4 separate regions of the Sus scrofa genome follow, and regions 2, 3 and 4 are each linked to region 1. A link is a contact called in public HiChIP or PLAC-seq and promoter capture Hi-C data. All regions are on one chromosome and are shown on one strand. Each heading gives the region's core, a stretch centred on a gene start, on an enhancer-like site or on the middle of the called end of the contact. The rest is flanking DNA. Distances are from core to core; before and after follow the strand shown. Region 1 holds the start of ZNF827 (zinc finger protein 827). Region 2 overlaps LOC106504715 (a long non-coding RNA gene). Region 3 overlaps LOC100523624. Region 4 holds the start of LSM6 (U6 snRNA-associated Sm-like protein LSm6).

Region 1 (7,207 bases), core at 2,084-4,583:
TTCTGATTGGACCCCTAGCCTGGGAACCTCTATATGCCACAGGTGAGGCCCTAAAAAGACAAAAGACAAAAAACAAAAACAAAAAACAGATAAAAAGGCAAATAACATTTTGAAAAGAATTTTGACCTGGAGGACTCTTGTAGACCACACAGTATTCTGGGGAGGGGTTGCTAGCCATCTTCTGCCCTTTCGATGCCTGGGAAAGGATTGAATTACTCCTGTGAAAGTGAACGTTGATGAAACTTCTTAGAATATACAAATTTTTTTTTGTCTTTTTGCCTTTTCTAGGGCTGCTCCTGCGGCACATGGAGGTTCCCAGGCTAGGGGTTGAATCAGAGCTGTAGCTGCCGGCCTACACCAGAGCCATAGCAACTCGGGATCCGAGGTGCGTCTGTGACCTACACCACAGCTCAGGGCAACGCCGGATCCTTAACCACTGAGCAAGGGCAGGGATGGAACCCGCAACCTCATGGTTCCTAGTCAGATTCGTTAAACACTGTGCCATGATGGGAACTCCAGAATATACAATTTTGAGAAAATCTAGTTTAATCTCACATTTGAGAGGTGATGAAGATGGGGTGAAGAGAGTACTGTAATTATCAAGATAAAGTATGCTTTCGAAAGCTTGGGCTCTGGGAGGGAATTGAAAGGAATATTCCAACTTGATGATTATGATCAACGGCCATCCAAGTTCATGGCTACGCACATCCCAAATTATTTTATTTTCTTTATTTATTTATTCATTTTTTGGTCTTTTTTCCATTTCTAGGGCCATTCCTGCGGCGTATGGAGGTTCCCAGGCTAGGGGTCGAATTGGAGCTGTAGCCACCGGCCTACACCACAGCCACAGCAACGAGGGATCCGAGCCTCGTCTGTGACCTACACCATGGCTCACGGCAACACTGGATCCTTAACCCACTGAGCAAGGCCAGGGATCGAACCTGCAACCCATGGTTCCTAGTCGGATTCGTTAACCACTGAGCCACGACTGGAACTCTGACATCCCAAATTATTTATCCACTTGATTTTTAAATCCATGGTAGCAACCTCCAGCTATTTACCTTCCTAATATTTTAGGTTAGTCTGATATTAACATTAGTTTATGTTCCCTAAACATATAGAGCTATTGCGAGTGTGATGCAGAGATACCAAGCTGAGATTTAAACAGAAGTTGTTCTGTCCCTATTTTCATTTTCTATTGTTGCGTACTACTTCAAATAATTTTTGGAAAGAGGTAGAGGCATGAATAAATTCAATTTAAAAATGCTCTTGGCTGTTGATAGTATACCTATATAATTAAAAGTTGACAGCATTTGCCTGTGTGCCTTTAAAAGGTCTTGGGAAATGTTCTCTACTTTGAGGAAAGGCCTAAAGTGTGTTTTCAATTATAGTGTACTAAGCATTGCAGAGAATCAGCAATTCAGGAAAAGGTGGTGGTGTGTCATGTTGTTGTCGTCCATATCCCAGCCAAAGGCTCTGAGGGAGCAGTGGTGAAGTGTTGGGATCATTCCATTTACCCCGGGTTAGATTTAAAACTCCTCACACCCAGGCCAATGAGTCTATTGAGAATGATGGGCTCTGATATGTCATTCATGTGCTAATTTCAAGTCCAATGCTACTGAGAGTCGTCAAAAATCATGGCATAAGTTGCGTTCCATCTGAGTTGAAAGGTAGCTCTATTTCCAATGGTAACTCGGGAAACCTTAACTACCAGTTTACTCCAGCCAATATTCAAGGAAGAGTTGGTTTAAGCAAGATGCTTTCAAACTTGACCACTCTCTGTTTGGTTTTAGATTGAATCTAAGCAGGTGTTTCCAAACCTGCTTCAGATGTTACTTGTTACTGGGAGGCTAGATCTTTCAAGGGATTTGGCAGTGGGGGTCCTGAGGTTTCATTATCAATGAAAAAAATCTTTTGGGAGATACAACACTCTTTAAGCTTCCCTAATAAAAATGTGAGGAATGAAAGCTTATTGTTATTTTTGAAAGGGTGTAGGGGTTTAACCCCCATGACTGTCTTGAACACCACTTCAGTTGTGAGAATTCAGTCAGAACCTCAAAGAGGCATTAGCTATCCATGCAAGCGCATGGAGTGTCATTTTAATGTTCTGTATCTTGGCCGTGCCTCCACCTTCTTTGATGAAAAAGTCTATTTTAAAATTTGTAAGAAAATATTTAACATAATAAGATGATGAGTCAGAGGTTTTAAAAAGCTTAAAAGGGAAAATGTAGTTAAATAATGCACCTTTTTATTTTTTAGCTACATCTGACTCATGACATATAATGTATTCTGCTAAGTTCAAAGTTTCCTCTTACAAAGAGAGTTTTATGAAACAACTCTTCTGCAGACTTTTTTTTTTTTTTTTACTTCAATTATAGTAGCAAGTTTTGGAGTTTAAATCATTAACAACCTCTGAGTGAACTTTTATCCAAATGACTGCAAGTCACAAAGAGAACAGTCCTCTTTCACCAAGTACCTTTTGTGCTGGAGTGAGACCCGTCCTTTTCTATTTTTCCCCTTTATGTCTCTCTTTGAAGAAAGATGTGTGATTTGTAAAGTAATGAAAGTATGTATCAGTTAATGAAAACCGCTATATTGAGCTCATAATGCAAACTGGAATTGCTTCAGGGTAAGCTTCACATACCTGTATTAGAGCAGGGAAAAAAAGTAAATTTCAGAAGTCAAGATTGCTGTGTGCACCATAGAGCATCGTGTAGCAGTTAAATCAGCCATCAGGAGTGACCTAATCTTATTTTTCCCCCTTTGTCAAGGAGCTATAATTTTCATTTAGGCAGCATTTTCCAGTTTTAACTCCACCGGACACTCCAAAACTGGGCACTTATTCCATCAACCTAGTTATTGATCTCACCATATGTTATCTTTTTCTTTTTGTTATTTTGATTGCAGTGTTTTTGGAGAGTGCGTGGAAGACTGTCACCTCCACAGACTTAAGGTGATGGGGAGAGAGAGTAATTCTTTTGTGACAAAAAGCCTGAAGGATTTTATACAGAACAAAATGTAGTCTAATAAACAAAAGAAAGTTAAGAGACAAAACCTATTTCCTTCTTAAAAAAAAAATCAGTAAGAATAATGAACTAATCGTTGTTTAAAGAGTGGGACAAACTTTTCCCCCCCTAGATTTGGCGAATAGCGGGATAAATTCGAAGAACTCCATCCCACCCCCGCACGCGCGCCCCCCATTCTTTCCAGCCAGAGCGGTTGCAAATCCCGGGCTGAGTCCGCCCTGGGAGCCTTAGGGCACCTTCCTCTTTGCTCTGTGTGTGTGTGTGTGTGTGTGTGTGTGTGTGTGTCTAGCTCTCGCTCTTTCCTTCAGTCTGTGCCTCTGTGTGTGTGTGTGTGTGAGTGTGTGTGTGACAGAGAGAGAGAGAGCGCGAGAGAGGAGAGAGCGAGAAAGAGAGCGAGCGAGCGAGAGAGCGAGCTGTGAGCTGTGCTGCCGCCGCCGCTGCCCTTTGATCCCGACATTAGTGTTAGGGGCTCGGAGACACAGCGCGGCCATAGACACCGCCGCACCGGCACTCATTTATTTATACCTCCCATCACACACGCGAGCATAGGACACACACACACACTCACACCTATTAGATCCGTTTCCATTGAAGAATATTACGCTCGGGGACAAGCCAGGTGCACGACCAAAAATTAAAAAAAAAAAAAAAAAAGGAAAAAAAGAAAGGAAAGAAAAGAAGAAAACCCCTCTTCTGGCTCCAGGAAACAAGCTTCAACCCATTGCACACACCGGAGAGAAGGGGTTTCCCCCTGCCCGCCCGCCCGCCCCCCCAACTACCTCCCCGCTCCTGCCAGTGTCTGCCTCTCTGCCCCCACGGGGGTTTATTTGATCTCACATTAACCGAGGAGGAGAATGTGAGAAAAGGGGGAAAATGCCCAGGAGGAAGCAGGAGCAGCCCAAGCGCCTTCCCTCACGTAAGTCATCCCTTCTCCACCTCCTCTCGTGCCATTTTCTCGCCCTCCCTCTCCTCTTTCCCCTCCGCAGCCTCCTCCGTTGTTTTCTGCATTAGTTTAGGGTTACAGAGGTGAAACTGACAAAGACACAGCCCGGGTTACTCCTCGTTTAGGTCTATGCTGAGGCAGCCATGTTGGTGATGATCAGCCCGGTGCCCTTTCTATTCTCTCTCTCTTTTTCTTTCTTTCTCTCCCCCCCCTCTTTTTTTCCTTGAGATCGGGCTTTTTTTCCCTTTCCCTCCCCCTCCTCACTCCGGGTTGCTGGGGGGAGGGGGCCAGAGAAGGGAGGAGGGGAGTAGCGTGGATGCCGGTTTTTTTTTTTTTTTTTTTTAATCGGGGGTGGAGGGGAGGTGGGAGAGGTTGGAATCTTTAAAAAAAAAAAAAATTCCTTGAGGATCGCGGTGCCTGAGGGTGCGGGGGTCGGGGCGCGCGGAGGGCTGGGGGCCGTGACATGGCGTTTGGGGGTTTCGGGGCGAGGGCGCGCGGCCGCCTGCCGGGTACAGGATCCAGGGAGAGGTCCGTCTCCGGCTAAAGGTTGCGCCGGGGTTGGTCGGCCCCGGAGCCGCCAGCGGCAGCGGCGGCGGCAGGAGCAGGAGGAGGCGGAGGTGGAGGAGGCGGCGGCGGAGGAGGGGAGTCGGGGGCGGGCGAGGCGGGAGCGGCTGGGAGGGTGTGGGGGCACCGCACACAAACACACGGGTACACACGCGCCGCCGGGCGGCTGCTCCCGCGGCGCCGGGGCGAGGGGGCGCGCCGGGGCGCGGGGTGGCCGGGCGGGGGGCGAGGCCGGGCAGCGGCGGGCGGATGTGGGGTGCGGGAGCTGCGCCGAGGCGGAGGCAGGAGGCAGGGCGGCTCGCGGCGCGCGAGGTCCCTGCAGAGCCGTGGGGAGGGAGGAGCAGGGCTCCTGGCCGCAATAAAATGCGGGGTCAGTCGGAGCAGACGGAGCCGGGCGAGACTCGGGCTCTCAGACCCCCCTCCCCGGAGAGCCTGAGCAGAGTCCAGGACTAAAGTGCATCACAGCCCTCCCCGGCTGCAGCCACACACACCAACTGGAGACACACACCCGCCGGCACGGCCCGGTCCCCTTCCCCTCCTCCACCCGCGCCCCCGGTCCCTCTACGCCCTCCCTCCGGCTTTTCTTTGCGAGACTCTTAACTTTTCCCCCACTCCCTCTCCAGCTCCCCCCCCACCCCAAATCTTTCTCCGCTTAGCGTGCTCCGAGATGCTGCTAAAGCTAAAAGTGAAGGAGAAAGAAGCAACTAAAAATATCCCCCGGGGCCGCCCGGCTCCTTGAATGCAGGGAGGAGGGGGCAGGGGAGAAGGCGTGGGGCGGGGTGACGGGGAGGAGGGGACGCCGGAGGCGCGGGAGGGAGCGGTCGGGGGAGACGGAGGGTCAATTTCTCTTCTCTCCCCCCGCACTGCTCCCCTCTCCCGGCGGTTTGGCGCGGCTCGTATCCCGATCCTGCAAAACCCGGGCTGGGGGCGGGAGCGGAGCCGAAACGCCCGCCCGCCCGCCGGGGTGTCAGGCCGACGTGGTCGGTCACCTGAAGTTCACGGAGGGTGGGGGAAGGGTTAAGGTTATGGTGTCTCGGGCTCGGGTTGTGTGTGAGCTTGTGTGTTTCCGCTGCAGACGGGCAGCGCTATCGATCTCCCCCTCGCGAATCTCCGCGGCGGTGCCTGCCCGGGAGACGGGCAGGGGGCGCGGGTGACTCTGGCCGGGCGCCCCCGCGCCTCGGTGTCACCCGGGCCGCGGCCAAAGTGGCGAGCAAGGGCACTTGCAGGCAGCCCGCTCCACAAACATTCCTCTTTCTTTCCCCTTCCCGGTACGCAGGAGTCGACGCACAGGGCTTGGGTTATGCTTTTTTTCCCCTTCCTTTAAAAAAAAAAAAAATGCCCCTGTGCAGTCCTTTCTTCGCCTGCCCGCTAGAGGTTCTGAGGATAATATCACATATGTAATATATATGCACAGAAAATCATTCGCAGGCGGCTGCGTGTGCAGGGAAATTTTGTGCGAGGAAAGAGAAGGCGGCGGAGTCGGGGAGGGCGAGTTGGGAGGCTCGGCGCTGCGATTCACAGAAAAGTCGCAGCAGTTGGTGGAAGTGTGTGCGTGCACATGGCCGGCCGGCCGCAGTTCCCAGCTCTTTTCGGGGGCGTGCGGGGGCCGGGAGAGGAGGCAGGAATCCTGGGGCGGGGAGGGGGTCGGAGGAGGCTTGCCCTGCTCCGACAAAATGGGCTTCAGTGTTCTCTGCGAACTTGCCCTTAGATGGCAACTTTGGGAGCTGATGAGCTTGTGTGCGAAAACCAGGGCGGCGAGGTTATTTGGTCATTTTCCTTTCTTCTAAAAAAAAAAAAAAAATGTTGGCGGGGTTAAAGGGGAGGGTAGGAGAGAAGGGATTTATCTGTTTGGTTGTGACGGAGACGGAACGCCTTCCCTCCCGTTGTGTGTAGTGCAGCCGGGCAGCTGCAGCCTGCCCTGCTGGTGACCTTGACCCTGACCTCGTGCGACTACCCTCTCTGTCTGAGAGGAAATTCAGGCTCCATTTTAGCTCGTGTGTTTGGTGGGCCTTTCCAGTGTGCTGGGGCCTGGTGATTAAGTTATATTTTGAGAATGGGCTCTCCTACCCTGTTCTCTAATTGAATACTGTTATCCCACTCAGTTTAAAAAAAAAAAAATCAACTCTTTATTTTAGTCACATAAAGCCACTTTTTTCACTGAAGTAAGAAGCAATTACCTTTTGGGAACACCGTAAAAGTCCCTCCAGTTTTAAAAGAGAAGCCTAATTTGCAATGCTTTTCCACTTACCTTTGCTTTGAATGGATTTTTGTGGATGTGTGCTTGGTTTACACATGTTTTGTAAGCAATTTGCATTTGAGCTAAGAGCAATTTCTGGGCAAATGGTGTATGTTGCAATTCAGACACAGTAACCCAAGACTTGCCAAGTGCTGAATGAGTCTTGAAGGAACTTGCAGTAGTGTGGACTTCAGTAAAATTAGTGTTAATTTGTATTTAATGTAGAATATAATTGTAGTCCTAAATTCCAGTTTTGATGCTAAGTTCTATGTTTGTTTATTTGTGTATGGGGCCAGAGTTTTTCTTTCCCCAGAGAACCATTCCATATCAGTTAAAATATAGTGAGTTGAGAATTAAGATTGCCCTAATAGAAGCCATGCCGAGTCTTTAAGAAGTTATATGGGCAGACAATATTTTGCCATCAAAGAAAGTGATGCG
Region 2 (7,207 bases), core at 1,574-4,073, 230 kb before region 1:
CGCATCCCCTCGGCCAGCAGGGGGCAGACGGCACCCACGGCCCTGCTGCAGTCACCCGGCGGCTGCCCGGCAGGGGATGGGCGCCGGAGTGTGAACCAAAGGTCCCACGCCTCCGCAGCTCACCTGGCTTTGGGGAATCAGGCCAAGGCGAGTGGAGGGACTTTCTGAGACACGTGTAAGAGCTATGAACCAGGGAACCCACAGCCATATTTCTGTGCCTGAGAAGCCCATTTCCTCTTTCTCTCTGGGTCCCTCCAGCCCGGCTTGTCAGAGCAGGAGCCTGCGGTTCTCAGAATTGAGCTTGACCTCAGCCCTAGTTCGGATGAATTGGGGAGAAGAGACCAGGGCTCGGGACCACTGGCCTCTCTCACTTCCCCAACCTCCTACCTCCTCCTCACAGGGTTCAGAAGCAGAAAGTAGCGCCCAGATTCCCAATTTGCATTTTCATTCAGTTGCCTCTCTCTGAGTCCCCTTGGTTTTGTCAAACGGAGCCAATCTATTGTGTCTGTTGCTGTCTGTGTATAGATTCCCTGCTGCATCCGAATTGCAGGAGGCGGGTGTCTATTTGCACAGTCACTGTTAACAACATATGGTGTTACTCTCCCTGACAAACTGGACAGGAGTGGGGTTTTTTTGCTTGTTTGTTTTAGGGCCACACGCACGGCATATGGAGGTTCCCAGGCTAGGGGTCCAATAGGAGCTGTAGCCGGCAGCCTACACCACAGCCACGCCAGATCTGAGCGGAGTCGGCAATGTACACCACAGCTCACCGAAAGGCCAGATCCTTAACCCACTGAGCAAGGCCAGGGATCAAACCCTCATTCTCATGGATACTAGTGAGATTCATTTCCACTGAGCCACAAAGGAACTCCTAGGAGCTGGGTTTTAAAGCGGTGTGCACATGTGCATCTGTGTGTTCATTTATAAAGTCATATGTGCTCAGGGAAAAAATTGAGAGTGGAGTGGAGAGAAAGCCGACCACAGGGCACACCTTGGGAGCCACCACCTAGAGCCCATCTTTGCTCCTTGCATCTCCCACTTCCTTTGGCGCTGTAGCCCATAGGCCACAGGGGAACTCTTCAGGAGTCTCTGCAGGCCACCTTGCTTCTCCCCAGAGCCGGCAAAGCCACTTTTAAAGTCCCCCTTCCCCGATCCCTGCAGAAAATAGCAAGAGGTCTGCAGTGCAAAGAGAGAAGACTTCTGAAGATCGCTGTCTGCTCCAATGGGACTGCACAGACCCTGCCAAGGTCAACAGAAGGAACAGCCCCCTGGAAGCGTGGACGGACGCCTGCCTGCCTGCCTGGAGCAGGCTGTGGTCTTGGGCAACTGTCCTACCCTGATCATCCCAGGATGCCTGGAGGGAGGAGCACCCCCTGCCACCCTGCCCAGACCGACAAGGGCTCTGACTACCTGAAAGATTCCCTTGTGGACAAAGGAAGTGGCTGCCTTTGTGCTTCCCCATTTTCTTCTCTAGCCATTCTTCAGGAAGAATTGGGGAATGGTCCCAAGTGAACTCAAAGGCTTACCTTGACTTTTGGAGAGCCGGTTTTTTTTTTTTTTTTTTTTTTTTTTTTTCCTTTTTTTTTCTGAGGAAGCACAAGAAACAGCAGCAGATCACACCTAGCGCAGGGGGCCAGGTGTATGGCGGATGCTCAGTAAGAGATTCCCGGAAGAATGTAAACTGCCTCTGTCCCAGGCTCTGTCCCACTGCTGTGTGTCTTTGCCCCTTTCTGAGTTTGGTTTCCTTCTGTGAAATAGGGATGATGATGGTAACACCCCCTCACGGAGCTCATTCCAGGATGAAATGAAGTCACTCACATGAGTGAATTAATGTCAACTTTAAAAGGTGACACACAGCAGTGGGACAGAGCCCGGGATAGAAGTAGTTTATGTTCAAGGATGGGAGAGTTGAGTGCTAGGTATCAGCTATGCTCCAGAATCAAGGCGTTAGTGGCTAAAAATCAGTTCTCATTTGTTCATTGACACTCTTCTATTCGTTGAATACAAAATCTAACTTTAAGAATAATCTCCTCCCTTGCCCCGCCAATGGAACTCAATGGAGCTATTTTCTTTTGTGGTAGAAAAAAAAGTTTTTTCTTCTACAAATTGGGCTGTATGCAGAATAAGGGCCGCCCCCCCCCCCCCCCCCCGCAACCCTGGCTGCACAAAATGTGCACAGCACTCTTCCAGCAAGCACCGAGGCTTGCTCTTATTTACACTTATTTACATATCGAGCCAGATCTCCATGGCTGCCTGCCCGGAAGCCCTATTTTTAATTGTTTGGCGCCCCAGCCACCCTTCTGACCCTTTCTGGCACTTTTCTGAGGATTTCCGGCCACTGCTAGCTTGCAAGGGAAGGCCCCCAACCAAACCGTAAGCCTCCAAGTTCAGCATCTCTAAGCCCTTTTCCAAGAGGAATCTCCAGGCAGGTGGGGCTGCGCGCCCCCCACCCCATGACGCAGAGGGGATTTGGGCTCAGGCCGGAGGGCCAGCTGCGTTCCACGTGGATAAAAGGACAGAGGACAAGAAAGCAGCTGCCCTGGGCTCTCCAGCTTCCTTCTCTCGCTGCGCTTCTGAAAGAATCAGGAGTAGTTCCCAGTGAAGGCAAAGGGCTTGTCCTGAAATTCAGACCGGTTGGCGGGTTCCCTCCCCCACCCTTCTTCTAAAAAACAGCATTTCCTTGACAGCAATAAAATATGTACTTATAAATATTTTCCAAGAGTGCCCTCTAGTGGGAATCTTAAGGCAGTGGCGCATCTTACAAATGTGACTTGGATCCCAAACTCGTGAATAAAAATAAAGCACATTCCACCGCAACCTTCTTCACACGTGACCTGAAAATAGATCCCGTTTCTTCCACGAGTCCATACAATGTCACATGCCCTTGATTGGAAATGAAGGCTGTCTTAAGTCTTTAGAAGGAAATAGTGCTCCACTTTTAGAACTGGAACTTACACACGGTGTTCAGGAACTTTCAGTGCAGGGAAGTGTGTGGAACGGGACAATGGGTGACATCCATGCGTTGTATTCCTGGGCTGCGCCGGAGTTGCTGGCCGACTGCTTTTATTTGGGCTGCGGAGGGAGCCAAGGCTGCAATAGCGTCCAGCCCCAGAGGCCACACACACTGCTGGGTTTTCACCTTGGAGGATGTGGGACAATGAGTCATTTGTGCCTCTTCCTGGTTCTTCCTGGCCAAGGTCAGCTTTCCCACTGGAACCAAGCAGGCTGGCACAGAGCCCGCGCCGTCTGGAGCCTTCCCCTGGTGCCAAGCCCAGGAGAGGGTGTGGCCCCCTCCCCCACGCCTCAGAGGGCCCCAGTTCAGGCTCCTTCCGAGGCAGCCCTTGTCCGGGTCCTGAAACCTCATTCACGCTGCTCACTTCAGCATGAAGGGCCTCCTGGCGGAGGCCTGAGGAAATCACCAGCCCTAAAGAAAGGTTCCCAGGCAGAATTCTCTGAGGAGGAAACTCCAAGGGCTTCTGGCGGTGCTCACCCCTTCTGCTGAGCTGTCCAGAGACAATTCATTTTTCTGTTTGGATTGATTCCAGTTCATCGTGCAATCACTGCTACTATGAGTCCTCGTAAAATAGCTGCCATTTCTTCCTTTCTCCACTGGATACACATATGTTGAGCACCTACTGTGTACCAGACACGGTTCTAGACTTTGAACACCAAGACAAAGTCCTGACAGCATAGAAATGACAGTCTAATTTGGAGAAAGAGGATACACAAGCAAATATAGCAAGTTGAGGCCATGAATGAAACCAAGAGGGTATAATGGGATATATAGGGGATCCTGAGATGAAGCATCTGGGCAGACTGCTCTGAGAAGTTTACCTTAAGCATCTAGTATGTGCCAGCTATTTACTGTGTTAGAGGTTAAGGATACAAAGACAAACAGAAAATGCTGTCTGTACCTTCAAAGAGCTCAGAGCCCAATGGTGAAATAATACTTCCATAGGATTCAAACAACACCATCTCACAATAGCCCTAAGATCTATGCCTCACAATAAACCTGCCCAGTAAATTATATCATCTGCCTTTTATAGATGTTAAAACTGAGTTTAAGAGATATCAGTAGCACTGTCGAGGTTTGAATTAAGGCTTGTCTTATTTCCAGATTTTTTTTTCCTATGCCGTCTTTCTCGGTGGAAATGGGGAGATAAAAAATGAGATCCCAACCCAGCTCAAAGATTTGACACAGGCAGGCACACTGCGCTGTCCGAAGTGGGTTAACACTACGCTGCTAAAGTAGAGGAAGGACCGAGACCAACACTGGTTCTACCCACTATCAAACATGTGGCTCCTGCAGCTCTAGACAGTGGTACCCAAGCCTGGCAATAGATGACAGACTCCCTGGGCCTGTAGAGATGCTGATGAAATGCTCCTCCGCCAGACTAACTCAGATGCTCCAAGTCCACACCCAGGGCTCCTCCTTGGCTCCCCTTCTCAAGGCTCCTCTCAGCCAGCAGCCAGGGAGACAGGGTCGCCTGACTCTGGGAAAAGGTGACCCAACACTTCTGCCAAAGTCATTACTGCCGGACCCTGAGCAAGAACAGGAAGGAAGAAAACACCGCTGGAAGTGACCCCTGACTATTCCTCAGCTGCTGGTGGAGAGAGATAACAGCCCGTAGTGGGCTGCATGCAGCTGAAAGTGTTAGGGTTCAAGCCTCTTCTCTGTGAGCCATGCTGTCACACCAGCACTTCTGGAGGGAACGGAGGAAGTCAACTGGACCACAGCCCTGGGTGATTTGGGGTCAACTAAATAGCCTAGATCCAGAGGACAGCCACAACTGTCTTGACACTCGGGAGCGACTGAGCGGGTGCTGCGTGTTTGCTTGTGCTGGGACAGCAAGGGACAAACGTGTGTGTGACCACAGGGTTCTTGTGGGGGCTGGGAGGTAACTCCCCTCTATACATGCCCTGTGTGGCCTAATTTTTTTTAAATTTGTATTGAAATACAGTTGATTTACAGTGCCGTGTTAGTTTCTGGTATACAGCAAAGTGATACAAATACATATATAAATGTATGTATTCTTTTTTAGAGTCTTTTCCATTCTAGGTTATTACAAGATGTTGAGTAGAGTTCCCTGCATGGCCTCACCATATACAGATTTGTTTCTATTATAGAAATGCCTTGTTTCACACACTCTCCTTTCCTGTAATAAATCTGTATTCAATTTCTACCATGTACCAGGCACTGTGCTAGATGCCAGGGGATAGAGCAGAAAACAAACACACAAGAGGGCCCCTGGCTTTACAGTTTATATTCATCGGAATCTAAAGCAGTGGTTCTTAGCCTGGCAGCATGTTGGCGTCACCTAGAAAGCTTCATGGAATATGGACGTGGGCTCCACTCCTAAGAAGTCTGGTTTAACTGGACTGGGCTCCTGCTATCAGTGTTCGTGTCCGAAGGATATGGGAGGGTCTCTGGGGTCTGCAAGTGTCTAGTCCTCCCAGTTGTGCAGTGACCCCCCTTCCCTCTTGGGTTACGTGTTCAAGCCAGACATCCCCCAAGTGCCAGGATGTGGGAGGGAAGCACTCACTGTGTGCTCTGCTTCTATTTTTTCATTTCCCACATCATCTTTTTTTTTTTTTTTCAGCCAAGTTCTCGGGCCAGGGATCGAATGTTGTCCACAGCAGCCTCCCAAGCCACACCGATCCTCAATGCGCTGCCCCCCAAGAAAACTCCCAGGAGGCTTTTCTTCTGAACATAGAACCTTGCCAGTTCAGGTCCTGAAATCTGGATTCAGAGATGCCAGCCTTCGCTGTCTATCACCCTGGGCCACTGCCTCTGACTTTTCCCCTGCTCGCTGGCTTCGTTTTTGCTGCTTGAGTTCAAGCCCTTTCTGTCTGCACCGCTAAGATCCAGGAGGCTTCTCAGTTTGCTATGTGGCTCTGCTAGATGGCAACGACCTGTGCGGGGGACAGAAGGACCTTTCCCCTCCTTATCCAGACTCGTGCAGTATCCCTCTTGTCTCCATCCTCCTCAGCATCTCCCCAACCCAAGATATGTCCCTCTCTCCTGCCCCAGCATCTCTGAACACCTCTGTCGTGGGGGTAGAAGGTCCCAGAAGAGCCAGAAGGAGAGGCAGCACCTGAGGGTGGCAACTGGATGCTGTAAAACTCTCACCATCTTCCCCCTGCCTGATGGACGTCAGATCTGGAGGCAGCCCATCCACAAACATCAAAGAGAAAGAACAAAAATATATGTTGTTTGTATGTTGGTTTGTTTAATATCAAGAAGAGTTGATTTTCAAGCCCAGAGGGACTGAGCATGAGAGACTCAGCTTAATCAGAGGGCTCGGGCTTACATCATGCCCTGCAAATAATAATAATAATAATCATAACATAATAGTACTAATGCCTGTGTTACACTCGGAGCTTGAAATGATCAGTGACATTTCCCCTGATGAGGTTAAACAGCCGGGCTCTCTGGGCTTCGCATTTGCATAATAAAGTTCAGAAGTCACTGCCTTCTACATCTCTCTTAGCAGAAGCCTCCTGTTCTAGAGTCGGGGACTCCACATCCTCATGTGCTTCCATATGTGGTCCTGGGCCGTGATGCTAATCTTTGACTTGCATGTGAAATGTCAGCTTTTTTGCTTTTTTTTTTTCCCCGGTCTGCGAGAACAACAAATTATGTTTCTAAATGAGAAGATACCGTCTGTAATGGATAATACAATCTGAAAATGCAGAGGCAACATCTGTGACCTGTGGGGCGAACCTGGCAAGCTGTAGTCTATTTTTCTACCCTCTCAGTTGATGGGAAAACATCACTTTAGATAGAATAATTAATCATTAGTCAAAGTGGATATGGCCATTGGTTCCTCGCCTCTCAGACATCCCTGCCTTGCCTGGCGTAAATCAGGGAAATACATTCTTTAATATCCAATGGAATGTATTTCCAGGCAGCCTCTTTCCTCTATGAAGTCACCAAACACTTGGCAGAGACTGTCTGTCACCAGCTGATGGGGGAAGATGTTCCCAAGGTGCTATTTGAGGGAAGGAAAATGCAGAGCCCAGGGGAAGGGACACGGTGAGTTCAAGATGGCGCCATGAGTGGTGGCTCTTAGCTGAGTAGTGGCCAGTGTCGGGCCAGCACCATTCCTCATCCACGCTCATTGGCCCCTTTCCCCATCACTGTGTCCTCAGTCCTCCGTCCACCGCCAAGGCCCTGTCCCAGCGAGCAGGGCATGCCTTGGCCTGG
Region 3 (7,207 bases), core at 3,045-5,544, 210 kb after region 1:
CCCCACTCAGTGGGTTAAGGATCCAGCATTGCTGTGGCTATGATGTAGGATGGCAGCTGTAGCTCCGATTCGACCCCTAGCCTGGGAACGTCCATATGCCAAGGGTGTGGCCCTAAAAAGACAAAAAAAAAAAAAAAAAAAAAAAAAAAAAGAAGGACCATGTTGGAGCAAATGACAGTTCCAATAAAACCTAGAAATGCCCTCCCTGAGGGTATTCTTGCTATGAAATCTGTTGCCTTGTCACCATGATGATGGTGATAGTGGGTCTGAGGAGGGGCAATGAATGACAAATTTAGCAGACTGATTGTTCCTCTGACTATGCCAACCAGGTTGGACTAGATTATGAATTGGTAGGATTGGTAGGGAAGGAATAGAAGTAAGAGCTCTCCAATTTCAGACCAGCTGATGCACTTAACAGGGACTCATTAGACATCTAGACTATGAGGACAGTGGACAAGAGGCTTGTCACCGCCAGGATGTAGCCAGAGGGACCCACTCTGTGCAAGAGGCCTGCTAATGAAGGCCTTAAGTTCCACAAGGGCTTCTGCTGAGAGGTCCACGGTACCAGTGCCTCTGATGACACCATAGATTTAGGGCTTGGAGTCTTGAACTTTTTACGCCATCGAGGTGTGTGCCAGAAAAAAGGGCAGCTGCCAAAAAGTGAACATCTTCCTGTCTCTAAAAATAAAATGCTGGCAACACTTCAGGCCCCTGTGCCAAGACCTGGCCCTTCCCAGAATAAACAATAGGTGGCCAAGCGGATCAGAGGCAAGCCCTGAGTTTGAAGCAGGCCTAGGTCCAGCCTGGAATGCCCAGGTCAGGGCATGTGCAGCTGCAAAGTGAGAAGCCAGAGGTAGCCTCCCTTCTCCACAGCTGACAGGAAGGCAGCTCCAGGATCCCCCACCCCCCAGCTGGGGGCCAGGTGTGCCTGACTCGGGTTACACCAGAGACCTTGACCCAGCAGCTGAGGTCACAGAGCTTCTACCAACCCCTCCCCTAGAGGCCCGCAGGGTCTCTGAGGGCTTTCGAGGTCCTGTCCAAAGAAAGTTCCTTGGGAAGGAAAGTCTGGTAAGGATCCACCTGCATTTGTCACTTGGGGCTGGGGTCGTCATGTCCCGTCAAGAGCCCTCACCTGTGAGATGCAAGCCCAGCGAACCACCCCAGTGTCGGGGAACCATAGCAACGGTCACCCACCCCGCTCATCAGGTGCTTCTACTGCACTGGTCCCATTCCCTGCGCCTTGTTATTAGCCTCAAATCTTCGCTAGACCATAAGCTTGGCTTCTGGCTGGTTTGGGGAGTTGAAAGAGCTGAGAGGGGGTTGGGGAGGAGAAAGACTAAATATAGCAAATATCTGCAGGCATAATCACTCCATAAACATGCTTCCAGAGAACAGTGTGTAGGGCCGACCTAGATGACGGATGTCCGTCACTGGAGTGTCACATCATAAATAAAACTGAATGAGCCCATTCTCCTGCAGGGACCAGAGTGACACCCATTCACACTATAAATATTTATGCAGTCATGGTCCTTATAAGACTATTTTTCTAGGTAAGTGTCCTTTAATGAAAAACTTAAGCCAAGCTTTTCCTGCATTATCGAAGAGGTGGTGTATTTTTTTGACAGGTATTCCACGGAAAGGAAAAGGGGGAAAAAGAAAGAAGAAAAGGACAAAATGAGGCTCCCTTCCGTGAGGCTGTGGCACAGAGATCTCATTTCTGCCAGCCAAGGTTCATTCTCATTAAGGCCAGCCTTCAATGGCATGGTGGGAAGCAGAAGCAGCTCCATGGGGCTCGTTCAGCCCAGGCCTGTGTCACGAAGGGAGCACAAGCAGATCCTTGTCATCCAAGTTCAGACCCTCACCCTCCCGCTCTGCTGGCAGAGACCTTCTCCTTAGCCCTCAGTGTGCTCAGCTTTCTCAGCCTACCTCTTAGTAACAGAAAAATGTACATCTCACTCCATTACTATGCTCATTGGAAAAGAATCCTTGGAATGTGAGGATGTGTGCCTGGGTGTCTCTTGGTGTTTATGTCAAGTTCACCACTCCGGCTCTTATCTGCTTCTCCCGACTGCATCAGCCAGGGCACTCCAGAAGGCCCTCCAGAATCTGACTGCTTTTCCCTCGCTCCTCATCACACACGGCCCCAGCAGCAGCCCCCCACCCCCCCACCTGGGGCTCCCAGCAACAATGCCACACATCCCCCTCCTCTGAGGCACTGTGGCAATCCTGTCACCTGGAGGCCCCAAGCCTTTGTCTCCAAAACAGTACGTGCTCATTTTCATGTTACTATGCAGTTTACTCATCTCTTCAATGTACCAAAATCCTAGCTCAAGGCCATCAAGCCAGTCTCTTTCCCAGGGATGGCCTTCTGCCCAGGCTCCCTTTCCCTCCAAACCTCAGGATGGCCCCTGCTATGTCAGCCTGGACTGGCCTCGTTGAGAAAAGCTGATGATCCTTTGGCTCTAGCCTTGGGAAGTCTTGGTTCCATGCAGTGAGTCACAGGCTGCCTAGACTGTGCCTATCTGGGGAGGCTGGGGCTGCCATGTATGGTCCTTGCTCTGTGCCACCTACCTCTCCGTGTAAGTCCGAACGCTTTGCCAGGACAGCCTGAGTCATAAAACTCAGCACATTCCTTAGGCGTTGGATAGTCTTTCCTTGTTATTACTTTGCTTTTGTTTTAAGCAGCACCTGGTTTCATTTTAAAAATCCAAATAAAATCTCATGGTTGGGGCTCGAGTGGGGTGGGGGATAGGAAGGAAAGAAAAAAAGAAAGGCGTGAAGCCTAGGTTAGGGAAAGGAACAAAGGGCTGTAACTCCTCAAATAGGCAAGACAGAGACAGAGCAGGACAGAAAGCAGTCTGTAAAGTACAAAATCGGGGGACGGGGGGTGGGGGGGATTGCTACAATTGAACTGAATTTGATGGGTCTTTTTTCTCTGCGTGATAAAGCACTTGATATCTAGCCAAGTCTTCTCCTCAAATTAGGTGCCGTTCTGAGTTAGTCCTTTACTCATTAGCCACGTGACCTTCCCTAAACTACACTTTCTGAATCTCTTCAATAAACGACAGACTTACTGTTGATGAATTCTAAGGAACTTTCCAGTTTTAACATTATGATATATGAACCTATCTGTTCCCTTTTTTTCTTAGACCGAAAACCCCAACCCACATGTAAGGGATTCTTTTTCCACAGCGAATATTTGTTTTTTGTCTTGGGTCGGGGGTAGGAATGGGAGACAGCAAGGGAGAAGATGTAGACCCATCCACATAAATGTTGCTGATCAAAATAATTCTGTGGCCAGGTTATTTTGTAAAGTCCTCTGTACAGCTGCTCACATGGAGTTTTAGAATTAAGAGTATTCTAACAAGCTCTGCTTTGCATACAGGAAAAAAAAAAAACACACGCAAATACTGAAAGAATGAATAACACAGAGGACTGTATGTTCTCGGAGTAGTAAAGCATATAATTACAGCATGAGGCCAGGATCATTCGGTACTGACATATTCAGCAGAGGCCTTTACCTCCCTCTGCCCGAGATCCATGAGGCTGGCCAGGGCAAAAATCCTGGAGGTTCCTGAGTGGTTCCAAGGCAGCACTTTCAATGCATGGTTTGGCGAGTTTAATGGAAACCATACGTGGGGATCCTGGGAATCAGACCAGATGGCTTCCAGGGAATGTATTTAGTCTAACCTGGGCTAAAGAAGAGAAATAACCTCTAGGAGGTTTGGGAGGGCGGGGGAGGTACGAGTGGTGGTGCGACTTTTAATTACTTTTTCTATTTAATACAAATCATATCGAGAAGGACAGTTTGCCAAATGGGAGTAAATGGCACTGGGGGCAGAGAGCAGGGCGAGGGATGCGGAGGAAGACAGCTACTTCCGCAACCACTCGTGGTCCTGCCTCCCTGGGTGGGACAGCAGCTGCTGGGGGCCCCTTGCGTCCCGGACCACGGCGGGGCCTTCCCGCGCCCGAGAGGGTCTCTGCGCCCTCCCTCCAGCGCCCTCGGCACGGGTGGCGGGTGGCCCTTGGTGGGAATTGTTGGGGGTTGGGGGGAGAGGCAGTCTTGGCGGGGGTGGGGGAGAATGCAGTGGGAGGAGGGTCGTAGACCCGGAAGAGGAGCAGGCGACGGACCACGACTGCAGGGGGAGGAGGATCGTGGGGAGAGAAGACCTGGGGAGAGGGAGAAGGCGAGGAGAGGGGAGGAGCAGGGAGAGGAAGACATCGGCGGGGAGGGGCGGGGCCGTGGGCGGGGCTTATGGCGCGGGGGCCCTCCTGAGAGAGGCCGGGCGAGAAAGGCCGCGACTCGCCCCGCCCCCAGGGGCCCGCCCCCGCCGCGACGCAGGTCACCCCCACCAGCCCCTCGGCCCGAGCCAATTTGCTTCCCGGCGGCGCCTTGCGCCGAGGAAAACCTGGCAGTGCTAGGCTGCGGCTCTGCCGGCGACTGCTCTGAATACAAAAGAGCCTTTCTCACGCCCCTGCGCCCTTCCCTGCCCGGGACTCCCAGATGGAAGGGCTCGTTGGACGCCAGAGCCGACAGCTGTCGGAGCCACAGACACCATTTCTGTCGTTCTTACAGAGAGGTGTGGTTCCAAGTAGTTATTTTTAAAGGAAAATTTAATAATAATTCTAACAACTTTGTCCTCTCATCCAGTTTAAAAGAAAAAAAAAAAAGAGAGAGAGAGAGAGATGAAGTCGTTTGAAGTCCAAGGAAGTGCTCAAGAAAGGCAACCTTCTCAGGTCTGGGCATTCCCAGGCCCTCTCCTACCTCAAAGGCGGTAATTAAGCAGGCTCTGGGCCTCCAGCTCTGTGGCTTCGTTTTCCGACTCAGCCAAATGTCGAGAACGGCCCTCCCAGACTATAAACGGAGTATTGATCCGCTTGTGAGTCTTCAGATGAGCTAGCCTTGCTTGTAGAATCACACGGTTCCTGAAACTGGAGAAAAATGGCCTGGTTGTCAGCGATCGCCCATCCACTAAGGTTACTTTTTGCACAGAATTGGGAATTAAATTGCCAGGACATCGATAACAAACAAGAACTGGGATTGTTCCTGCCTTTTCCTCCATCTCCCTTAACTTCCTATTTCATATATTCTGTCGCTGTCAGGAAGGCCAGATCAATAAGCAGAAGAGGGGGAAAAAAAAAGGGCAAGCACTCTAGGAATCAATAATAACCAAAGGATTCAGTGCTTCTCTACTGGCCTTTAATCAGCCTTTAACAGTGAGATTCTTTCCCCGTCTTCCCTACCATCCCTTTAGTCCAGACAGTCTTGGATGTGGATTTCTCTGCTTTCCAGTTAATGTTACAGTTATGAACTTCTGGAAGATAGGATCCAGAAATATAAATATTTAGAAGACAGCTGGACACCAAGCAAATCCTTTTTAAAGTGAGAATATTGTCAATGATGGATGAAATTTTCATTCAATCCGTACTTACTGCTGATGCAGGAATCTGTACATTTTACTTCTCAATGCTTGTTCCCCTCCCCCCCAAATATAGTGCCTCTTAAAAACATTAAGATTTTGCCTTGTCCTATGAATTGAAAGTTATGATTTATTTTCCAGTCAGAATTCTAGGCCCAGAGTTTCCCAAGCAAGTACCCCATATTAATTGTGTGGGGTGTGCCTGTGTTGGGGGGGGGGTATTGTACTTTGAGCCTGTTGTTGCACCATAAAAACATGAGCAGGATGTAATGTCATTAATTTGTCGGGAATTGTTGACTTAAAAGAGGCTACTGTGAGTATAGAAAATTCACATTGGGGAGGGAGTCGGGGAAGCACCTCAAAGAGACAGGCAACTGTTCCCCGGAACAGCTGCGGACATTGGCAATGGAATTGCTTGGCACCAGTACAACTCTGTACAGCAAGAGGGATTTATTTATTTAACAATAGTTAATGATTCTCCCAGGCAACTCCCAGGAGGCCAGGGAGCAGTAAATATACTTTCAGGAAATCAACTACCCTTCCTAGAAGCATGCACCAAGTCTGCAGTGAAGGGAGGGCCCTTGGCTTCAGAAAAACGTTCAACAGACTGCCCAGCTTCAAATGCCCCCAGATAACTCCCTGCACAGCCTGCCACAGGCTTCCCATGCTAGGAAAATTACCAGGTCCTAAAGCAGAAAAGTGAAGAAAAACGCACCATTTCTAGAAGGCCACCATTGAATAGATTAGTTACCTGGGAACTAATCTATTTTCTGGGAGGTAGGCTGTCCAACTCTGTCCCATTAGCTAAATTTATCAGATTAACTAGTTGGTGCCCATAGACTAGCATTTTACAAAGTCATATGTAGATATACTGGTGGTTCTTCTGATAATGTCAGGTGGTAATTGAATAACATTTTTATTTTAATGGTCAGATTTTTTTTTTCTAATGCACATAACTAGCATACCAAACCCATGATATTGTAAATATAATTACTTATGGTGAGGCCAAATTCTTAAAGTCAATTTAAAGAGAAATCTTAATAAAGGAAAGTACTATGACAGCAAAAATCACTGTAACTTTTATATTAAATGAGGTAGAGTCAGTAGGGTGCTTGTAGAAACCAATTTTTATTCTTTCTTTCTCTAAGAGTCTCTGCCAGAACTCTCAAGATATAAAAAGAATCCTGTTTTAACATCCTGTTAAAGATTACTGGGTGTTGAGAAAGTCTGATGAAGCAAGACAAAGCCCCTGCTCTGGAGGGCCATGTCAGCAGATGCTGGGTGGCAGAATGAGCGTGAAGAAGGTGAGTCCAGGACACTGGGCACCCGGGTGGGTCCCCAGAAGGGAAGGACAATCTGTGAACTTATCACCTTTTTCACAGGAGGTGGAATCCAGCAAACCCCTGATGTTACTGATGAGAATTTGGACAGTATAAGAGAAATTCCAGTCCCCATAAGCCCTTTAGAGGCTTGTTTCCAAAATAACTGGGGAGGAGTTCACGTCATGGCTCAGTGGTTAACAAACCCGACTAGTATCCATGAAGATGTGGGTTTGATCCCTGGCCTCACTCAGTGGGCTAAGGATCTGGCGTTGCCGTGAGCTGTGGTACAGGTCACAGATGCAGCTCGGATCCCGAGTTGCTGTGGCTGTGGTGTCAGCTGGTGGCTACAGTGCCGATTTGACCCCTAGCCTGGGAATTTCCATATTCTGTGGGTGCGGCCCTAAAAGAAAGACAAAAAATAAATAAATAAAAATAAAACAAACAAAATAACTGGGGAGATCTTAA
Region 4 (7,207 bases), core at 1,936-4,435, 170 kb before region 1:
CTTGGCAAATGTTTACCATAAGCTTTCACTTACTCTTAAAAGTATTTATAGTTTAGGGTAAAAAAAAAATTGAAAAATAAAAAATAAGCAATGAAGCATAACACTACAAGCTGAGTAAACGCAGCTGTAGACTAACTCATCTCCAGTGCCGGAGAGGGCGTCAGACACCAAGACAAACAGCCATCTACACATATCCTTTCTGAGACAGTGGACACTGAGCCCTCTTCTGACGGCTCCAGACCAACCCCTCCTCCCCTCTCTCAAGAGAAAATTTTGACTTGGTTCTCTGTGCACCCAGAGCACCCCTCTCACTTGCAGTTTGGGTCCTTGGCAGGCTGTCCTGTAGTTTCCCTTTTTTGCTGATGAGTCTCCTACAGTGGGTTCTAAGCTTCTTGGGGACGTGTTATTCACTTGGTGTCCCTGGCACCAAAGCACACTGCCCAGGCTTATGGAAGCAGTGCTTAAGGGCAGTGCCAAGGAAAAGCTCTCCTCTCCCAACTATGGTGCAGTGACAACTATTGTACAGCATCAGCCATGTGTGTAAACAGCTACGACACAGGGATATCTTTATTGCTGACCACCAAATAAAAGATGGAGAAAACAGAAATGCTTCTGGGTTGTCCAAAAGCCAGCTACATCTGAATCAACACAGATACCTATGAAAATGAAGACTCCTGAAGCCTACTCCTACTCAGACTCTCTAAGTAACGGGCACTGTTACTGACATTCTATAAAGTTCCCCAAACAATCCCCATTTGCAAATGGTTCTCCTCCAGGAGTGATTTTAAACCCCACCTCAGGGACATTTGGAAATATCTGGTTACACTATGGGTTCTCCTGACTGAGGAGGGTGGTACCACTGGTACCTAGGACGTAGAGGCCAAGGATGCTGCTCAATGTCCTACAAAGCACAGGACGATGCCTCTGCAACAAGGGATTATCTGCCCCCAAAAGTCAGCATAAAGGCTGAGAAACCCTGCTATAAGCCCTAAATCAAAACACGATTGTTCTCTGATCTTAAAGCCACAGGAGTTTTAAAAACCCTTCAAGGGTTAACAAGTGAGAACCAACAGCTAAATTCTAACCAGATGATAGAGTATAAATTATAATGTATTATTTTATTCCAACACATAAAGAATCTGAAAACAACCATCAAAAAAAAAAAAAAAAAAATTCCCTTGAAGGGACTGCCACTGCCATTCTGAATAAAGAATTTCCAGTCCTGGTCAGGAAAACAGTCGCCTTCCCATTTTTCAGGGCTACAGCTCCCTCAGATGATCATAATCTCTGCTACTTGGAACAATTCTAGAACAGTAGAATATGAAAAAATATGTATGTGTGTACAAAAATATATACATATACATATAATCAAATCACTGTGCTGTAACCTGAAACTGATGCAATACTGTAAATAAACTACACTTCAATAAAAAATAATTAAAACAGTAGAATAATCCAAATGCTGTCAACATTTTTAAAATTCTAATACTGAGTACGCCACAGTTTAGTGAGAGACCACCTGCTGCAGCATAAAGATTACTCACTTGGGAGGCAGGAAACCTGAGTTCTAATCCCAGTTCTGCTACTTAATTAGCTGTGTGCCTTGGATTACTCATCATCTCACCCCTGCAGGACTCAGGTTCCTCATCTGCAAAATAAGGGAGTTATGCCAGGTGATCACCTAAGTGATCATCCTGTTCCAATATTCAGTCAGCCTATGCAGTAACTCCACCAATACACACACACACACACACACACACACACACACAGACATAATCCTTTGAAGAATCCTGCACAAAATTCAAGCAAGGGGAATTGCCACACACCACCATTAAAAAAAAAAAAGTCCAAAGAGGCTCAACCTTGGCGGTTGAAATATTAGAAATGAATTACTTTTGGTGAAAAAGGCAGTCATACATGAAAGAACTAAATTACTAAAACTTTTTTGGAAAACAACTTGCCAACGGGTATGAAGCCCTTAAAAGACCCTACAAGATCACAGCATCTATTCTGTTAATTTCACGTCTCAAATTAGTTCAAGTTAATCATCTGAAATAGTTTTTTTTTTTAAAGGTTTATCAAAGTATTATCTGGAATACTAAAACGAAGCAAAGATTCACAAACACCCTAAATGCTCCAGCCAGGAAATGGTTAAATAATTTATAGGACCAATCAAAAAAAAAGATACAAAATTAGGAGTGATATTTAGGTTACCACTTTTAAACGAAAGTGGAAAACTAAATACATTTTTAAGTGATAAAATAAGTACAGCCTCAGCTCAAGTAGAAACTAGCACACACAAGTATAATACAGACTGTAAGTGGAAGGATACCGTGTAATACTAAACTCTTCTGTATTTCCAATTTTTCTATTAATCCTGTATTAATAAGGGGTGGGGGGAGGTCACACTCTCAAGATTACCTGCATCATCCTATTTCTAGACACAAACAAAAATACTTGCTGTGAACGCGCGCGCGCGCACCCCTACACACAAAGCCGTGGTGACTATACTTAACACCAGCCAACTGCAGGCATTCGCAACCAGACAACTCGCTAAGTGGCTATTCCAGCTCTTGATGGCTGAGGGTTAAACGTAGCCACCCCGTTGTAGCAGAGGCCAGGCAATTCTGGGAGAAGTCTGGCCCTGGGCTCGGGGTCCGCTTTCCCGCCGAATCCCCGACCTAATGGGGTTCCCTGCGGAGCTTCGCCCACTGGGAGCAGTCTCGGAAGCCAGCTCGGTGGGGCCTGGTCGATGCCGTTCCTCCCCGCGTGGTCTAGGCAGCCCTCGGGGAAGGGCTTTCGGGGCCTGGCTCAGGAATCCCGGCGCCGGGGATCCCAGTTCTCCGGGCCACCGCACGCGCCAAGGACCAAGCACGAGCGCGGCACCTCGCGGGGACCCGCCACCCGCAGGCTCCGGAGTCCGCGCTCGCTCCCGCACCTCCAGGGGCTGCCGGCCAGGTCCCGGGCTGCCGCTCCCGAATTCTGCCAGCGAAGGAACACTGGGGCCTCGGACGGCCCACGAGTCCGAGTGGCTCACCTCGCGGCCGGGAACAGAACCCCAACTCCGGGGACCCCACAAGCCCGGCCTCCGCCAACCAACCCGGCAAAACCGCAACTGAAATCGCCCAGGGGCGGCACTTTTCTGCCTCAGCCAATCATTGCTCCTCATGACTACGGCAGCCCGCGAGGACCGAAAAGGCCGCACCTCGGCTGAGCGCGCAGACCCCAGAGTCCTGGTTGGCTCGAAGGCGAAGTTGGCGCTTTGGAGTCAAAGCGGAAAGCGCTGCTGCTCTCTTGTAACGGAAAGCAGACACCAACACCGTCTCCTCCCCGCCTCTAACAAAGAAAAAAGCAATACTGGAAGTGATCTTTTAGCCAGGATTTCTTTTAGGCAGAAATGTTAAGAAATATCTTGAAATGATAGGAAACTGGAATTCACTGCTGAAGTAATGACGCTATATACTCAGAAATGTCCCGAATTTAAATCATTAAATGCAAATAAATAAATAAAACAAGCAGTCTCGAATCTTTAAATCCACTTTTGGGTTTTGATTAAATGTGTAAAGACGAAGTCTTTATTAGCAAGAGATTGTTTCCATAACGACGTTAATCGACACAAAAAATTAAAATCACTAAACTAACTCGTATTATAAAGGCATAAAGTGCGTTGCAAACTAGTTGTGACTGGAAACGGTGTACAGACATTATTTAAGTGTTGCTATGGGAACTTGCTTTGGAACTTTGCATGAATTTTCAGTATTCTGTTAAAGGGAGAGAAAAAAGAAGAAAACTTTATGCCAAGATTGGTTCCTTTTTTCACAACACACATATCCTTATCAGCTTAAAACTTACATACTTTAATTCTATTCTAAATTTGTAATTCCATAAACAAAGGCAGATCTCTAACCCTGCTTAAGTTTTACACCATCTAAAATACATTTTTTATTTCTAAGACAAAAATGAGCTTGTCCTCTTATAAGACTCAACTAAATGCAAAAGAAATGAACCTTTGATAAAGACGACACAGAATGACTTGGTAGAAAAGAGAGATATCCTTAAAGTGCTTCTGTAAGGGCTCACTTTGGGTAAAGACCAACTAATTACCGATTTATTGAAAAGGGCTGTATTCGTAGTTCTTGCAATATGTTATATAATGTAAATTTAAAAATTTAAGTATCATTTAAATAAAATAATTAGCTGCAAAAAAGAAAAAAGCCCTACAACGTAGTAGGGTATAAAGCCCTGTCCCTAAAAACCTTCTTCACAAAAGACACTAAATTGTACGACATTCTGTACCAATTGTTTCAATTATTCAAAAAAATTTTTTTTATTCATAGCCTCTTTCACTTTGCTGAAGAGCCTTCATGGAGTCATTATGACTGATGTGGTGGGTAGGGGGCAATGAATTATTTTAAGGATATGGTTCATCTGTAGAGCAGCTGCAAGCTTCTCTAAGGGGCACGGATCTAAAGGGGCCCAATCAGACAAACGGGGTAGGCACCATGAATCTGTTCATAAGCCAAGAAGTTTACCAAAATGTGGTTGTGCCCAGAACCCCTTCAACAGTTTAGAAGTGCCTTTCACTAACCCACCAAGCAATTTTCCATATTTCGCAACATTTTGTTTTTTCCCCAGCATCGTTTTTTTTAGGACCGCACACGTGGCATATGGAAGTTCCCAGGCTAGGGGTAAAATCAGAGCTGCAGCCGCTGGCCTACGCCACAGCCACAGCAAGGAGAGATCATAGCCTCATCTGCAACCTACACCACAGTTCATGACACCACCAGATCCTTAACCCACTGAGCGAGGCCAGGGATCGAACATGGATACTAGTCGGAGTCAGATTTATTTCCACTGCGCCACAACAGAACTCACCCACCATCTCTTATTATACAAAGAAAACAAGTACAAGACTTTTTTTCCAAATAATAGTCCACTAAGAGCAAGTCTTCAAGCCCTGAACACAAACTAATTTATTAAGAAACTTCAAAGTCGTAAAAATGGTATGACAAGATTTAGCTTAGTTTATAGAGTTTAGTTGTTAGAACTGACGAACATACATGACACATCATAATATCACCCCAAGTCCATAGTTTATATTAGGGTTCACTTTGGTAGTGTACATTTTATGGGTTTTGGTAAATATATAGTGACATGTATCCACCATTATAATGTCACACAGAGTAGGTTCATTGTCCCCCAAATCGTTTGTGAGAGGCCTATGTATTTATTTATTTATTAAAAAAAATTTTTTTAGGGTCACACCTGCATCTTACGGACATTCCCAGGCTAGGGGTCAAATTGGAGGTGCATATGCTGGCCTAGGCCACAGCCACCGCAACGCCAGATCCATAACCCATTGAGTGAGGCCAGGGATCAAACCTGCATCCTCATGGATACTAGTCCATGGATACTAGTCAGGTTCTAAACCCACTGTGTCACATCAGGAACTCTATGTATTTATACATCCCTGTCTCCCAACTGGCCTCTGGCAACAACTTATTTTTTCTTTATCATCTTTATGGTTTTGCTTTTTCCAAAATATCATAAAGTTGGAATCGTATAGTATGTAGCCTTTTCAGACTGGCTTTTTTTTTTTTTTTTTTTTTTTTCCTTTTTGTCTTTTTTAGGGCCACCCTGGCAGGGTATGGATGTTCCCAGGCTAGGGGCCGAATCAGAGCTATAGCCGCCAGCCTACAACACAGCTACAGCAACATGAGATCTGAGCCGCATCTTCGACCTACACCACAGCTCACAGCAATGCCGGATCCTTAACCCGCTGAGAGCAAGGCCAGGGATCAAACCCGCGTCCTCATGGATGCTAGTCAGGTTTGTTAACCACTGAGCCACGATGGGAACTCCCAGACTGGCTTCTTTCTCTTAGCAGTATGTGTTTAAGCTTCTTCCATGTCTTTTCATGGTTTGATGAATCGTTTCTTTTTAGTTCTGGAATCTGCTCTCTGGATATCCCACACTTTACTTACTCATTTATCTTCGTTGCTTCCAAAACTTGGAAGTTTTGGCAATTATGAATAAAGCTATTACAAACTTCTGTGTGTGGGTTTTTGTATAGTCAGTTTTGTATAGTAAGTTTTCAGTTCGCTTGGATAAATACCAAGGAGCAATCACAGAACTGTATGGTAAGTGTATGTTTGCATTTGAAATGGCCAAACTGCCTTCCAAAGTGGCTATACCATTTTACATTTCCCACCAGGAATAAATGAAAATTCCAGTTGTTCCACATCCTCACCAGCATTTGCTGTGTCCAGTATTTTGTATTTAGGCCATTCCATTAGGTACACAGTGGTATCTCATTGCTGTTTTAATTTGCATTTCTCTGATAACTAATGATGTGGAGCATCTTTTCATATGCTTATTTGTCATTTGTAAATCTTCACTTCTTTGGTGAGGTGTATTTTCGGATCTTCTGCCAACTTTTTTTTTTTTTTTTTTTCTTTTTAAGGCTGCATTTGTAGCATAAGGAATTTCCCAGGTTAGGGGTAGAATCAGAGCTACAGCTGCCGGCCACAGACACAGCCACAGCTACAGTTACAAGGGATCCAAGCCGTGTCTGTGACCTACACCACAGCTCACAGCAATGCCGGATCCTTAACCCATGACAGCAAGACCAGGGTTCGAACCCAAGTTCTCATGGATACTAGTCAGGCACATTACCACTGAGCCACTAAGGGATCTCCAAAGTTATTATTCTTAAAGTAGGCAAATGCTAGTATAAAAATACTGAGATGAATTTTGCCATTTTGTTTTTGTTTGTTTTTTTTTGTCTTAAACTTCTATAGTTTTTTGTACCCATGCCTTTGAAAAACTATGTCCTTCAGTGTTTCATGTTCGTAAGAGAAGATATTGAAACCAAGGAGAGTCATCAGTTAGCCATCAATAAACTGTAACCTGCTTTCACTGATCATGCTCACTGTGGTTGTTTTTACAAAAATTTGAATGTTCCAAGCATCATAGAACCTAAACAATAAGATATTTGCCCAAGTTTTTTTTTCAGAGACCATGAGCTGTGCCCAGTTCAAGCTTAAGCAGGTTAAGACTGGCTAGGACCACTGACCTTTCCATTAGGCATATGCAAGCGTTCACTAAGTGGCTTTTTCATGTCAGAGGACCCAAAACTCCACCCTCAGAATGTGCTGGAACCACCGTTTTCTGAATACACACCCCATGAAGAAGTCTGCCAGTTAGT

What was found. Promoter capture Hi-C pulls out the DNA fragments that hold promoters and counts their contacts. HiChIP or PLAC-seq counts read pairs in DNA pulled down with a chosen protein or histone mark.
Region 2: a contact with region 1 is called in a promoter capture Hi-C map of fetal skeletal muscle, with 5 times the contacts expected there. The contact joins the enhancer-like site here to the promoter of ZNF827 in region 1. A contact is called at or near these places in 1 of 5 promoter capture datasets (fetal skeletal muscle), 8 of 47 Hi-C or Micro-C datasets (alveolar macrophages, embryonic fibroblasts, heart right ventricle and 4 more) and 1 of 2 datasets of contacts at active chromatin or transcription factors (skeletal muscle).
Region 3: a contact with region 1 is called in an H3K27ac HiChIP or PLAC-seq map of alveolar macrophages. The contact joins the enhancer-like site here to the promoter of ZNF827 in region 1. A contact is called at or near these places in 1 of 5 promoter capture datasets (fetal skeletal muscle), 5 of 47 Hi-C or Micro-C datasets (heart right ventricle, liver, retroperitoneal adipose tissue and 2 more) and 1 of 2 datasets of contacts at active chromatin or transcription factors (alveolar macrophages).
Region 4: a contact with region 1 is called in an H3K27ac HiChIP or PLAC-seq map of alveolar macrophages. The contact joins the promoter of LSM6 here to the promoter of ZNF827 in region 1. A contact is called at or near these places in 6 of 47 Hi-C or Micro-C datasets (alveolar macrophages, embryonic fibroblasts, fetal heart ventricle and 3 more) and 1 of 2 datasets of contacts at active chromatin or transcription factors (alveolar macrophages).

The regions. Positions count from the first base shown.
Region 1 is chr8:82,593,227-82,600,433 of Sscrofa11.1, forward strand. It overlaps ZNF827 (zinc finger protein 827), which reads left to right and starts at 3,334. Exons shown (of 13, transcript XM_021101536.1): 1 at 3,334-3,942. The coding sequence starts at 3,900.
Region 2 is chr8:82,367,143-82,374,349 of Sscrofa11.1, forward strand. It overlaps LOC106504715 (a long non-coding RNA gene), which reads left to right. Exons shown (of 2, transcript XR_001298398.2): 2 at 5,601-6,470. LOC106504714 (a long non-coding RNA gene) reads right to left here. Exons shown (of 2, transcript XR_001298397.2): 2 at 1,547-7,207. Among named protein-coding and RNA genes, the nearest start is that of LSM6, 58 kb to the right of the region's middle. Within about 2 kb of position 2,824, at least 61 of the 83 cell types and tissues checked have an H3K27ac peak or open chromatin away from gene starts, as enhancers often do. A contact at or near this core is called in alveolar macrophages, embryonic fibroblasts, fetal skeletal muscle and 4 more, where this site is marked.
Region 3 is chr8:82,797,522-82,804,728 of Sscrofa11.1, forward strand. LOC100523624 reads right to left here. Exons shown (of 13, transcript XR_002346751.1): 12 at 4,766-4,932. Among named protein-coding and RNA genes, the nearest start is that of SMAD1, 190 kb to the right of the region's middle. Within about 2 kb of position 4,295, at least 71 of the 83 cell types and tissues checked have an H3K27ac peak or open chromatin away from gene starts, as enhancers often do. A contact at or near this core is called in alveolar macrophages, fetal skeletal muscle, liver and 3 more, where this site is marked.
Region 4 is chr8:82,425,316-82,432,522 of Sscrofa11.1, forward strand. It overlaps LSM6 (U6 snRNA-associated Sm-like protein LSm6), which reads right to left and starts at 3,186. Exons shown (of 4, transcript XM_005666841.3): 1 at 3,038-3,186.